Regions from separate parts of the Mus musculus genome. Here regions 1 and 3 are each linked to region 2. A link is a contact called in public HiChIP or PLAC-seq data. All regions are on one chromosome and are shown on one strand. Each heading gives the region's core, a stretch centred on a gene start, on an enhancer-like site or on the middle of the called end of the contact. The rest is flanking DNA. Distances are from core to core; before and after follow the strand shown.

Region 1 (4,428 bases), core at 463-2,962, 270 kb before region 2:
TGAATGTGGAACTCTGTGATGACATCAGCAACACACTTAAATAGTAAAAAAAAAAAAAAAAAAAAAAAAAGACAGTAGAAAGGACATAGTAGATATTTTACAAGTAATTGTAGAATAAACAACTCTTAACCGTTGTTTTTTGTTTGTTTGTTTGTTTGTTTGTTTTTGGTTTTCGAGACAGGGTTTCTCTGTATAGCCCTGGCTGTCCTGGAACTCATTCTGTATACCAGGCTGGCCTCTTAACCATTTTTATATACATTTCTTTATTTTGTGTGCTTGTACTCGCCACCTCCCGGGTATAGAGTTCAGAGGACACTTTGTGGGAAACTGTTATCTCCTTCCACCATGGATCCCAGGAATCAAACTAAAGATGTCAGGCTTTGCAACAGATGTCTTTATCACACCGAGGCATCTTGCAGGCTCCCAAATCAACAATCCTTAGCATGGCATGGTGCAGAGGCACAGTGTGGTAGACATGGGCACACACACACACAAAAAGCACATATGAAGGAAGATTTCCAGCTGGATATGCGAGTGCATGTCTGTAATGGACAGCTTGGGAGGATGGAGGTTGGCAGATCGCTAGTTTGAGGCCTCACAGCAAGATACTGTCTTTGAAAGCAGAGAAGAGGAGAAAGAAAGGAAGACTCAGTAATCTCCAGGGAGGAAAGACAAGCTGCTAACATGTTGCTCTTGGTGATGAATCTGCTGACATCTCCTGCTCTGCTTTCGGAATGCTGAAATACTTGCAACTTTACAGCATACTCCAGTTGTTGCGAACTGTAACTCAACAATAGGAACAAGTTGCCAAATGGAAGTTTTGGCTGGAGCCACAGACGTGAGCGCTCAGCTTGATGGTGTGTGTATCATCACCTCCGTCCGGGCAGTTTGATCAGACCTGGGATTTGCACTTAAGGACACGTGTTCAGATCTGTCGTGAGGAGAGAGAGGAATGAGAAGAGGCTTCACCTAGCAGCCACGTTCTGTGGGAGAGTTTTGAAGAAAGGATGATATGTGGGAACTGCCTCAGGAATTCTAATGACCACCTTCCAAACACTTTCCCAGTGAAGACATCGGCGAGCGCTCCTCATTCAACTTCAAGAGGCAGGCTTACTCTGGTGGTACGTCTGTCTTTAATCGAACAAATAGAATTATGTGACCCCCCTGCACAAATAACCTAATTTTTAAGAGAAAAATGCAATTACACAATGTAGGCCACACCTCTAACTACTCCACTTAATGAGAGCCTGTGAGCCCCACATAAGCTTGAATTCCTTTTCTCACGGCCATTTCCCCTTCCAAGCATGAGCATCTAGTCTACAGGAATACCACGGTAGCCATGAAAAATGCATTTGGAGAGTTATGACGATTGAATTTAGGACTTTGCACATGTTAGGTGTGTTCTCTACCAGTAAGCTATGGATCTTGCTCTGAAAATAAAATCCAATTTTTATCCATTTGTCTCTAAGATATAAGTTGACCAGCATCTCAACTTTCAACCGAAGAATCCGTGATCAGTTCCAACTGAGGACGGGACAGACGTTGGCGGAAGAATGAAGGGCTGGAAACTCTTGGTCATGTTCACCTACCTGCCTCATGTTGAGTTTAGGAGCAAATTTCCTGTAGAAGAGGCCACTTCTCAGCAGAATCACAAGGGAAGAGTTCCAGGGAGCTTTCTCTAGCTCAATTTGAGGAAGAAGTTTCTAGCAGCTCTTTGAGGGAAGTTACATCAGAGCCTTCCAACTAGGGACAAGAGGGTGATCTTGCATTGCAGATGAGACGAGGGCTTTGGTGATAGCAATGGATTACTGAATCTACTTAGCCTCTTGTGATCTACAGTACAAAGAAAACCTCGCCCTGGATCGGAGACTTCACTAGCACCAGTTTCTGTCTGTTCAATCCTTCCTTCATCTGGCGCTTTTTCTGACCTTTCGAGACAGCTGTTTCTATTAAGAAAGCAATTCTCAGTCCGTCCCAGCTCAAGTGCCGTAAGTAGACAGTGCATTGTAGCTGCCAAGGCTGCACTTCTAACAGTGGCTCCATTGCCCTTAATGCTGTTTCTTCTTCTTTCCTGGTCCTTGTTTTATAAGGAACTTGTGCTTTTTCCTGGTTTAGGTGATTTTTCGATAGGTAGTTTCTATGCCGATATTTGAATAACCAGCAATGTCTCAGAGAGGAGAATCAGGGTTAAAGTCACAGGGCAGAACATAAGAGAATAGACAGAACTTGGTGATTTGATGCAATCACCTCTTTTCCTTCTTTCTTGCAAATGGGTAGTTTGGGCAGAACTCAGCAAGGATAGCTCACTCAAATGCTGGTGATGGCTTCTGGGGACTGGACCCTCTTAAAGGTTACCCACCAGTGATTGCTATGGGCTGATAGGAGGGACCACAACCAGGTCTGCCAGTTGGAACCTACACGGGGCTCTCTGCATGTGGCCCCAGAGATCTCCTCTTGACTCTCTGGGGTTCAGGAGCAGTGTTCTCAGAGAATAAGGAAGAAACTAGATAGTCTTCAATGGAACTGCCTTTTGAAGCCACAGTGTCACATCTGCCATGAATGTAAGACCTGTCACTTCTGAGGTGGGAACATGAAATCCTGCTTCTTCATCAGAGGAGTGTCAGCATCAAGTCGTAAAAAGGTTATATGGCATGAGAGATCCTACAGCAACCCTCTTGGGAAGTAAGATCTACCATACAATGGATGGATGGCCAAAAAAGAAGGCTGGGAACACCTGTCTGTCTGTCTGTCTGATAAATTACCTTTCTTTTTCATTTATTAGTGAAAAAAGAAAAATAAATTTTATTAGTAAAAAATAAATGAATTTTTTTCATTTATTAGGCCCATATTTAATTGGGGCTGGCTTACAGGTTCAGAGGTTCAATCCATTATCATCAAGGCAGGAGCATGGTAGCTTCCAGGTAGAAGGAGATGAGAATTCAGCATCTTGTTCTAAAGGTAAACAGGAGAAGACTGGCATCTTCAGGCAGCTAGGAGGAAGCTCTCAAAGCTCACGACACACTTCCTCCAACAAGGTCACACTCACCAACAAGGCCACACCTCCAAATAGTGCCACTCCCTGGGCCAAGTGTATTCAAACCACCACTCCTTATTTATGACATTACCCTTAAGTGTATAATTTCAAAATCTATTTCTTAGGAGGCATGGTTAACTTACTAAGTATATGCAAGGCAGTTAAAGTGGGTACCTGAGTTAAGGCCAAGTGCCTGTGTGGCATAAATGTGACACACTCTCTGCTAGGACCACACCACGGAGCAGAGCGATACCACTGTCAGCGCTCATCTGTAAAGTTTTCTTTACTCTTGCAGTCAAGCATAGGCTGAGGCTTTGTACTCGCCGGAACAGAACAGGTCTGCCACCCACCCGGCAAGCATGCAAGTCGGCCCAGGTGAATGGAGAAGGGATGTTCCTCCCTCATCCCCTGTCTCTTTTGTCCCTTGCTGAGTCTTCTTCCACTGGGACAAGCATTTCTACAAAACTTACTCTTGCCGTAAAGTGCCCAGTCAATTAGGCAAAAGAACCAAAATAGACACTTGCTCCATAAAGCAGTGGTTCTCAACCTGTGGGTTGTGACCTTTTCGGGGAGGGCAGGGGGGCTCAACAACTCTCTCACAGGGGTAGCCTAAGACCATCAGAAAACACATGGGGGTGGGGGGGAGGCGGCACTGGAGAGATGGTTCAGTGGTTAAGAGCACTGACTGCTCTTTCAGAGGTCCTGAGTTCAAATCCCAGCAACCACATGGTGGCTCAAAACCATCTGTAATGAGATCTGATGCCCTCTTCTGGTGTGTCTGAAGACAGCTTCAGGTGTACTTACATATAATAAATTAAAAAAAAAAACAATTAGGATTCATAGCAGCAGTAACATTACAGTTGTGAAGTAGCAATGAAAGTAATTTTATGGTTAGGGGTCACCGCAATATGAGGTTGAAGGGTCACTGTGTTAGGAAGGTTGAGAACCACTGGTCTAAAGAAACAAAACACTGCTTTGAATCTCAGCCTAGCATTGAGCAATGGTTCAGCAGTATAAGAATATGTGTGCTTGGGAGTGTACATGCGCAATGTACACTCCAGAGCTTCGAGGAACAATTTTAAAAATCGCATTTGGAAACGTTCAGATTCCTGGCTTCTTTTGGTTCACTAGAGTAAGAGAAGAGAGGAAAGGAGGTGGAGGGAAGAGGGAATCAGAATGCGGGCTCCTCAGGTCTGACTGGAACTCTCCCCAGGTAGATACATTGTTGCTGCTGTATCATCTCTGAATAACACTAATGATCGTGGTGAGCAGCCTGAGTCTGCTATAACTTCAAAGCTTCAGAAATGCCAGAAGAACTAACAGGGAAATATTCACAGGACAGCTTCTTAGAAACTCATGGTACTAGTAGGAACTATAGCCATTTACAAATTGTT
Region 2 (4,162 bases), core at 1,207-3,706:
AAGGAAAGGCAGCAAATATCTTCAAAGGCTCTTTCTCCATAAAAAAGGCAGAATATTTAAATTAATAGAAAACTTCTTATTTGTCTACATACAATCTCCTTGTGCTGGGTGAAAAACAATAATGAAGAAAAACCGAACGATGTTCTTTTTAAGACTCTTACATGAATTCAATTGACGAAGGGGATTAATATGTAAACATAACAAAGCTACAGCTGGTAGATACTGCACAAGGGAAGTGGGGGTGGGGAGAGAAAGCCTGCTAACTAAAGTAAATAAATAAACACATAAAGAAATAAACAAGTAAAATCAATTCTAGAAGCATCAACTTCCATAAAGGGGGATATTTTAATTCAAAAGCACACAACCTCTGGTGCACTTTTATATATGACAGAGTTGTGAACTGTATAGAACAAAAATTACTAGAAACACAAGACACTCACACACACACACACACACACACACACACACACACACACACACACACATGAGCCCTGGTAATCCTCACTTACTCTAAGGACTATTAATGCACACATTTCAAAACAACGAAAGTGGCAAACAATGATAAAGGAGATAAAAAATTATGTGAATTCCATCAGGAGCCATATTGGCCAGAAATGGCAGTCAGCCTAACATGTACCAGGTCACAGACTTGACCCCTAGCACTGGGAAGAAAATAAGGGCTTACTGAACCTTCCTACCCGTTTACCAGCTACAACTACTTCAAGAGCACCAGGTCAACCGAAGGGAATCTCAAGTATAAGAAAACTACCCAATCAAGGGGGAATCTGGGAAACGACGTATCAAAGAGACCAAAACGCCAATCGAGCTTAAAAAACCCTTAGCTTTTTGCCCAGGATTCAGGAGCAACATTCTGGGCTCTAGAAAATGAGTCTGCCTTGGGATCTCCGTTCTCGACAGGTTCTCGACAACAAGGACAGAGAAACAAGGCCCCAGGAGACATGGAGTGCCAACGGGGGCTCTTAGGAATCATACAGAAGACCAGTTGTCTGAACAGAGACAAGTCCAGAAGAGACTTGCCACAAATGTGACCTGTTGCTGAACTATAATCCATGGAGTTAGAGACTAATTAAATCCAGCCCTTCTTCCTTCTTTGATTCATTCTTGAGTTCAAGCAAATGTTCCCTGAACTTCTAGTGAGGGCCAGTCCTTGTGCTGGATGCAGAGAAACAGTGAATGAAGCAGACAACAGTATGTCTGCTTACATCTGATCACTTCCGGGGGCGGTCAGCCTCTATATACACATTAGAGTCACTTGGGGGCCTTTTAGAGAGTGTTGTATACCTAAACTCTAGCGCCAGACTCTTTGAGACAATTGGTTATCAATGAGACCAAGGACCTATTTTTTCTTTTTAAGTTCATTGAGTTGTTCTGACATGTGAATAGGACTGAGAAAAACTGTTCGAAGGAAGTAGGCTCTAGCAAGCAGAGTGAAGACGGGGTAACATTGGTGTAAATAAACCCAGGTGCCGGCAGTAGGCTCGCCATCACTGGAAGCCACTGGAGACACGCCACTCCTCAGGTCTTCAATTATCCTCTCCTCCCCTCCTTTTGTAGATCCCCGGGATACGCTCCCATTTTCTTTTAGCACTTAGCTCAAATTATCTTTCTAATCCAACCTTTCATGATCTCTCATACACAACTTACATAGTACTGTTGATACTCTCCCAGAACCTTGGCTACCTCGGTCTCCACAACTCCACAACATTCTCTTTCAATCCCCAGCTGCTGAACAGATGGTGTGAATCCAAAACCAATCATTTCAAACACTGCTCCAGACTCCCAACAATCATGGGAGCTGAGTGAAGGACCCTCTCCCTCCCACAAGTGGGAAATTGATGCTTGACATCCCAACCTGACAGTCTGGATAAACTGTCCACTGAGACAGTTATATACTATCAAGTACATTATAGGTTCTACCCCCGGGGGAAACTGGGCCTGCAGAATGCTCAATAACAAAATATATTCTAAGCTCAAAGCAATTGACTTACAAGCAAACTTTTGAAAAACCCACCAACCCATTCACATCTTTGAGAATGTCCGCATATCACATCCTGACCAGTTCCAGGAGTAGCCGCACCACTTAACAAAGGGCAGAGTTGGAAGACAGATGCAGTAAGCTCTAGACTATATTTTAAAAGTCACAAATTGAAGGCCTTCAGCTAGAAGCATGTCCGTGGTGGCTTCATTTAACCAACAGTGGTTTCTGTAGAATACGGACTGTCATTGGTCAGCTGCTCTCTTTCTGCGGAAAGAGCCAGCTCTTTCTTCCTTTCAACTACACCATGTTTCAGCTGTTAGTTTTAATATTCAGTAAAGCTACCATGAGAAGAGCCACGCAACTCTGACGGGAGTCCACCATCTTTTGACTTGTGAAGTTTGAGTTCCTGTTTCCAGCTGGTCTCTTTATTCTTTAAGGCTTCCACGTGTCAGCCTTGGTGACTTCCTCTTTCTGCCCCCACAACATTCACATAAAGCAGTATGTTCCCCTCCTTGCTCACTTGGTGAGAAGCCCGTGTAAATCACATTTCTTTCCTTTCTATCATGAGTTCCAGTCTTTCGAGACAGTGCCCCATGGAATGACTGGGACATTCTGAAAGTCACTGGGTGGAGATCTTCTGCCAGGAGCAGAAGTGGTGGACATGGGGGACACAGAAAGGTTAGCTATAATGATTTCCTTTTCCCTGTTTACAAAAGCATTGAGTGGCTTTACACACTACACTAGAATATTACAAGAAGCTCTAAAAAAGATAATAAAGCCACCTGTAATCTTACTTCACTGAAATAACTACTGTTAAAATTTTACTATATTTCTTTTTAAAAATTCTACATAGAGAAAATATAGTGACCTGCCCTTATTATGGAGATTTGGAATGTTTAGGCTCTCTTCCCTCTCCTCCCCCTCTCCCCCTCCCCCTTTTCCTTTCCTTTCCTTTCCTTTCCTTTCCTTTCCTTTCCTTTCCTTTCCTTTCTTCCTATGATCGTGAGTATTTTATGAACACTCTTCCACATTCACCTCGAGTATTTTCTCTATAAAGTTTCTGAAATTAGAATTTCTGTATTAAGCAATCATCAAGTTCCTTTTCGGGGGTGGGGGAATCCATACACATCAAAATTCTGTTCCCATTACTAATGTTTGAACTTGGTCTAACTACACTCTTGAAGCCCTAATTTTTGGGCATATAATAGTTGATACCATTTATATTTCTATAATTCCCAATTTGGTTAAACTTTGGAAATGCTTATTGGCCTCTGAAAAATCATTCAATTATTTTTTATTTTTTATTTTTTATCTTTTATCATTTATTTATTTATTTAAGGCTATTTGCACACGTAAGGTAAACTTCACCATACTGTACTTAAAACTTTGTGTTCAATAGAAAAAGGAATTTGTCAGAAGCAAATGAGGCTGAAAGAATTACGTTGTTTTGTTTTGTTTTGTTTGTTTGTTTGTTTTTTCCACCTTTGTAAACATAGAAAGGAAGGAAGGAAGAAAAACTAACTTCTCTCAACTGCATTGAAATCACTCTACATTGCCTGTCAGAAAACGAAGCTAGAGTAAAGCTGGCTTCCCAATACCTGCCAGCAATCAGCAGGCTCTGCGGAGGGTAAGAGACACCAAGAACCAAACACTATAAGGTGGGACAGAGCAGATGCCTCAGAAAAGCCTCATCCATGCTTTAAAGGGATTTACTAGCAGTTTGCAACATAGTTTGCTTGATTTGCAACATAGTTTGTCTTTGGTCTTATCCATTCTCTTCCTTCCAGCAAACAGCCTCCTCTCACCATCCTTTCAAAGCCTGGCTGATGAGCTTGTGTAAGATGAATGGGTATCTTTAGACAAAGCAGACATCTTTCCATTTGCCCATTTTATGTAGTATTTACACATAACCTCCGAGGAGGAGAAAAATGAGGGATTAGGAAAGGCTTCCTCTAGGTAAATATGACAGGGAATGAATATACATCGTTATCTGGGGATTAAAAAGGCAGAGCTGCCAGAGTCAGTGGGCAAATGTCCAACCTTCAGAGTTACACTTGTGCCACCTAGTTAGCTACAAGTGACACTTTCTGAGATGGTCTGTTTCCAAGTGATGAGGATATGCCTAGCTATAAAGATAAAGTTTTAAAATGACATACTAATTGA
Region 3 (4,086 bases), core at 1,451-3,950, 320 kb before region 2:
CAACAACTAATCTTATTTATTATCTGCATAGAATACTTTCTTCTTGACACTATTTACAAAGTGGCTACATCATGTCAGGTATTATTATTATAAGCAATATAGAGATGCTTCAAGAATAGTAGAAGGTGTTTATAGGTCTTATACAGCATTTTATAAGGGACTTGGGCATTAGCAGATTTTGCATCTGCAGGAAGGTCCAGAGAAAGTTCTTTGCAGACACCAGGAGGCAACTATGTGTATCATAGGTGACTACTGCCTGTGTCGAGTGTAACACAAATTATTGCCAAAGAAAAATCTGCATATCTGTTGTAAAAGGTCCATTACCACAGGAACTGATTGTAGCTCTAGGATGGAAGTCTAAGTTGTAAACAGGAAGTACTGATAACAACAAACAAATGAGTACCCACTTGTTGTCAAGCCTTGCTTTGGATGTAGGCCAAAGGTTGGAGAAGAACAAAAGGAGAAAGAAGGAAATAAAAGTATGTCAGACCTGGATGGGGGTTCCAACTTCAAAACGCTGATCGAGTGGCCCAGAGTTACATGTAGACACATCACTATAAGGTAAAGCAGAAGGAAAGAGGAACCGCCGGGTATGTGTTGAACACGGGGACATGGTAGACTACTTGTGGGTAATGGCCCTCCAGAGGGTCTTGAAGGACAGCTAGACACAGAGATGGAGCAATGGAATTTGAAGCAAAGGGAGGGCTCTGAGGAAAAGTTGCTGAAGTGCAAACCTGAAACCATGCAGCAGAGAGGTTTGGCTTTTCTGTTAGGCAGCTGGCAGCTGGAAGCAATTCCCTGCAGATGGCCCTCATGAAGCACCGAACCGCCAAGCCTGAGTATAGAGATCTCCCAAGTTTATAGGAACAAAAAGAGGTGTTGAGCTACCTACACATGGGTAGCACTGAGGAGTTACTGTCACTGGAGGGCTGAAGAAGGAGAGGGAGAAGTCATGCAGAAGTCAGAACCCTTGAGGAGGAGCTGGGCTGTGAGCCCAGGCTATGTTGGGAGAAGCCCAGGCTAGGAAAAATTTGTGACCAGTGTCCGAGAGGAGGCTCTAGAGAAGGGACAAGGTGAGAAAAGGACCCTGATCTCCTCTCCTTTCTTGTCAGAGTTCTTAGGTCATGCTTCTATTGCTCAAACTCAAGGACAGCCACAGTCAAGGTACCCTGGATAACTGAGACCACCAGTCCGGGCCACTAAATAATCAGTTCTCAACCTGTGGCTCGTGACCCCTTTGGCAAACAAACCTCTGTCTCCAAAAATATTTACGTTACAATTCACAACAGGAGCAAAACTACAGTCCACGGGTGTCTCTGCCTGCCTTTCTCTTTCCACGCTCTGCGGGTGCTCAGCCTCTTCCTCTCGCCTAGAATGGTTACCTCATCTTCAAAGTATGGCCACTCCACCTCAAGTTCAGCAGCCACGTGCTAGACAAAACAGGAGCAAAATAAGGAAAACAGACTGGTCCAGAAATCCACAGCAGATTTTCACAAGGTCAGTCTCAGCTCCAGATGAGAGAGGCTGCAAAAATAAAAAATAAAATAAAAAAGTAAATAAAATATAAAATGTTTTACTACTCTGAATAAGTTCAGTTGGAATTTGTTTGCTCATTGAGATAAGGTCTTGCTTGCTCTGCAAGTCAGAAAGATCTTCAACTCTCTCTGTAGCCCAGGCTAATTCACATTTTATGATGCCCCTGCCTTAGCCTTATTGGGATTAGAGCCATGTGCCACCACACCTGATTGAGAATCTGTCATTTGAATATATATATACATATATATACACATATACATATATACACGTATACACGTATACATATATACACACACACATATATGTGTGTATGTATATGTGCATATATATACATATATGTGTATATATATGTCTGTGAGCTGGGTGTATGTACATGTGCTCCTTCACATACTTGGGGCACACTTGTGTGTACAGGTACTCATGTGCACAAGCCTGTGGAAACCTAAGACTGCTGCTGGATAGCATCCTTAATGGCTTTCACATTTTATCTGAGGGTCTCTCGAGGTGTGGAGCTTAGCCAGTCAGCTTGCTCTGGGAATACCCCTGCCTCTACTTCTGCTTGCTGGGGTCACAGGTGGACACCAGGCCTACTCAGCTTTTCTGGGGGCCTTGAGAGTATGGACCCTGTGTCTCACGCTTGTCCCACAGGTGCTTCAGTGATTTTTAAAGAAAGAAGTCAACAGATAAATTCTGGGTAGCGGCTAGCAATGTTTGATACAAAAGAACAGTTTTGGTATAATCCAACACTCTCGTTTTTAATCATTTCAGCTTCTAATAATTTCAGATTTTAATATAGTCTCCCAAATGGAGACCTTGAGGAAGATGCTACTGGGGGAAGGGATGGAATGTTTGAGATCTAAGATGCCCTGAAGTTTGAGTGCAATAATGAGTTCACCGTGTTAGTAAATAGGAAGCAAGATGCCATTGAGACAGAACTGAGCGGGGAGGGAAACTGGACTGTTGTTTTCAATAATTCACTCCCTTCCTCTGTAAAATTACACTCTCTTGCTCTTTCACTCTGGAAGCCAAGCTTTGCGATACTGGCTGTATTGAAGTTGGGTTTGGTGACAGGAAATTTTTGGACAGCAGTTGGAAAGCAGAAGTGTCATGTGCCAGATCCAGGCCACAGGCTGTTCCTGCTTGTCATCTGAGAGTGGACACTCCACCACGTCAGAAACAGTCTCAGTCCTGCAATGAAGACACATGAAATAATATCAGAATGGATGCCTCGCCCTACAGAGTGAGGACTGGGTGCCAGTGGTCGAAGCCACTGGGCTTTGTGGTTGCTTATAATGCTGTTTGAGGGAAGGGCCATTGGTTCCAGTACTGGTAGTCATCTTCCGGAGCACAGGGAAGTGATGTCACTCCCACTAGGATGCTGCGCTCCCACTAGGATGCTGCGCTCCCACTAGGATGCTGCGCTCCGATCATAAACGCATACGGCGGAAGTGTTGCTGAGGGCACAGGGCCACTGGCGCATTGACATGTTGCTTCTTGAGATGTGATACAGTTGCTTGAGGAAACAAACTCTCATGAGAACCTTAAGAGTACAATTTCCACAGGGCTCGTCCTTAGGGACCTCAGAGTCAGCTCGAGACAACCCCAAGTCCAGTTCTCAGCATAAAGATTTATTTGTCTCAAATGGACAGAGAGCAGGGAATTAAAGACAGAGGCAAGAGTTAGAGAGAGATGGGGAAAGGAACAAGGGAGAGGGGAGAACGGGAGCAAGGGGAGTGTAATGGTATATTAGTCCAGGGTGGGGGTGGGACATAACAAAGGACTGCCTCTGGATAGAGAGAAGACAGCCATGACCCATAGACAAATGTTGGTTTATAAAGGTGAAAGGGGAAATCACATGTTAGGATGAGTTGACTAATTTTAATTGGGCACGATAATTAAAGTGGCCAAAAGGGGGCTTTTGATGGTTGGACTTCAATGCTTTGATAACTGGACCTTGGTGGTCAGCCTCAGGGGGAGGAAGTGGCCAAATAAGGGACTAGCCCTTGGTGGCTAGCTTTAGGAATGTCATCTAATGGCTCTTAGCAAGGCAGAGGGAATAGAAGAAGTGCAAGGCTTTCCAGAGCCATGTTTGTCATGCTCATACCAACTAGAGTTTCTTCACTCAGCATGTCTATTCATATTACATATCATTTATGTATGTGTATATAAACAAAATGTAAACATCCACACAACCATACTGGCTAAAACACGGAAAAAGCACAAACATAAAATGTTCACGATCCGGTAACTGGAAAAATAAAATATCTGTCCATTCACGATATGGGATAGTACTCAACACTGAAAAAGACACGAAGCACTGGCATGCGCTACAACATGCTACAACCGTGTATGATTCTTGGAAAGAATATGCTGAGTCAGACTCTGAAGGATACTATTGTAAAATTTCATTAATGGGTTAGTGGTTAAGAACACTTACTGCTCTTCCAGAGGCCTGGAGTATCCATGTTGGACAGCTCACAACCATCTGTAGTCTCAGCTGCAGGGAATCTGAGGTCTGACCTCTGTGGCCAGTGAACATAGACTCACGGG

What was found. HiChIP or PLAC-seq counts read pairs in DNA pulled down with a chosen protein or histone mark.
Region 1: an H3K4me3 HiChIP or PLAC-seq map of bone marrow-derived macrophages shows a contact between it and region 2, with 4 times the contacts expected there. The contact joins two enhancer-like sites. A contact is called at or near these places in 4 of 115 datasets of contacts at active chromatin or transcription factors (bone marrow-derived macrophages, craniofacial prominence, embryonic stem cells and 1 more).
Region 3: an H3K4me3 HiChIP or PLAC-seq map of bone marrow-derived macrophages shows a contact between it and region 2, with 6 times the contacts expected there. The contact joins two enhancer-like sites. A contact is called at or near these places in 1 of 15 datasets of contacts at CTCF or cohesin (the NIH/3T3 cell line), 2 of 484 Hi-C or Micro-C datasets (embryonic stem cells and nephron progenitors) and 1 of 115 datasets of contacts at active chromatin or transcription factors (bone marrow-derived macrophages).

The regions. Positions count from the first base shown.
Region 1 is chr10:120,540,094-120,544,521 of GRCm38.p6, forward strand. No RefSeq gene overlaps it. Among named protein-coding and RNA genes, the nearest start is that of Gm34952, 14 kb to the left of the region's middle. Within about 2 kb of position 1,713, at least 1 of the 459 cell types and tissues checked has an H3K27ac peak or open chromatin away from gene starts, as enhancers often do. A contact at or near this core is called in bone marrow-derived macrophages, where this site is marked.
Region 2 is chr10:120,813,020-120,817,181 of GRCm38.p6, forward strand. All of the region lies in intron 5 of Msrb3 (methionine sulfoxide reductase B3), which reads right to left. Among named protein-coding and RNA genes, the nearest start is that of Gm15910, 43 kb to the right of the region's middle. Within about 2 kb of position 2,457, at least 41 of the 459 cell types and tissues checked have an H3K27ac peak or open chromatin away from gene starts, as enhancers often do. A contact at or near this core is called in bone marrow-derived macrophages, where this site is marked.
Region 3 is chr10:120,489,016-120,493,101 of GRCm38.p6, forward strand. No RefSeq gene overlaps it. Among named protein-coding and RNA genes, the nearest start is that of Hmga2, 15 kb to the left of the region's middle. Within about 2 kb of position 2,701, at least 5 of the 459 cell types and tissues checked have an H3K27ac peak or open chromatin away from gene starts, as enhancers often do. A contact at or near this core is called in bone marrow-derived macrophages, where this site is marked.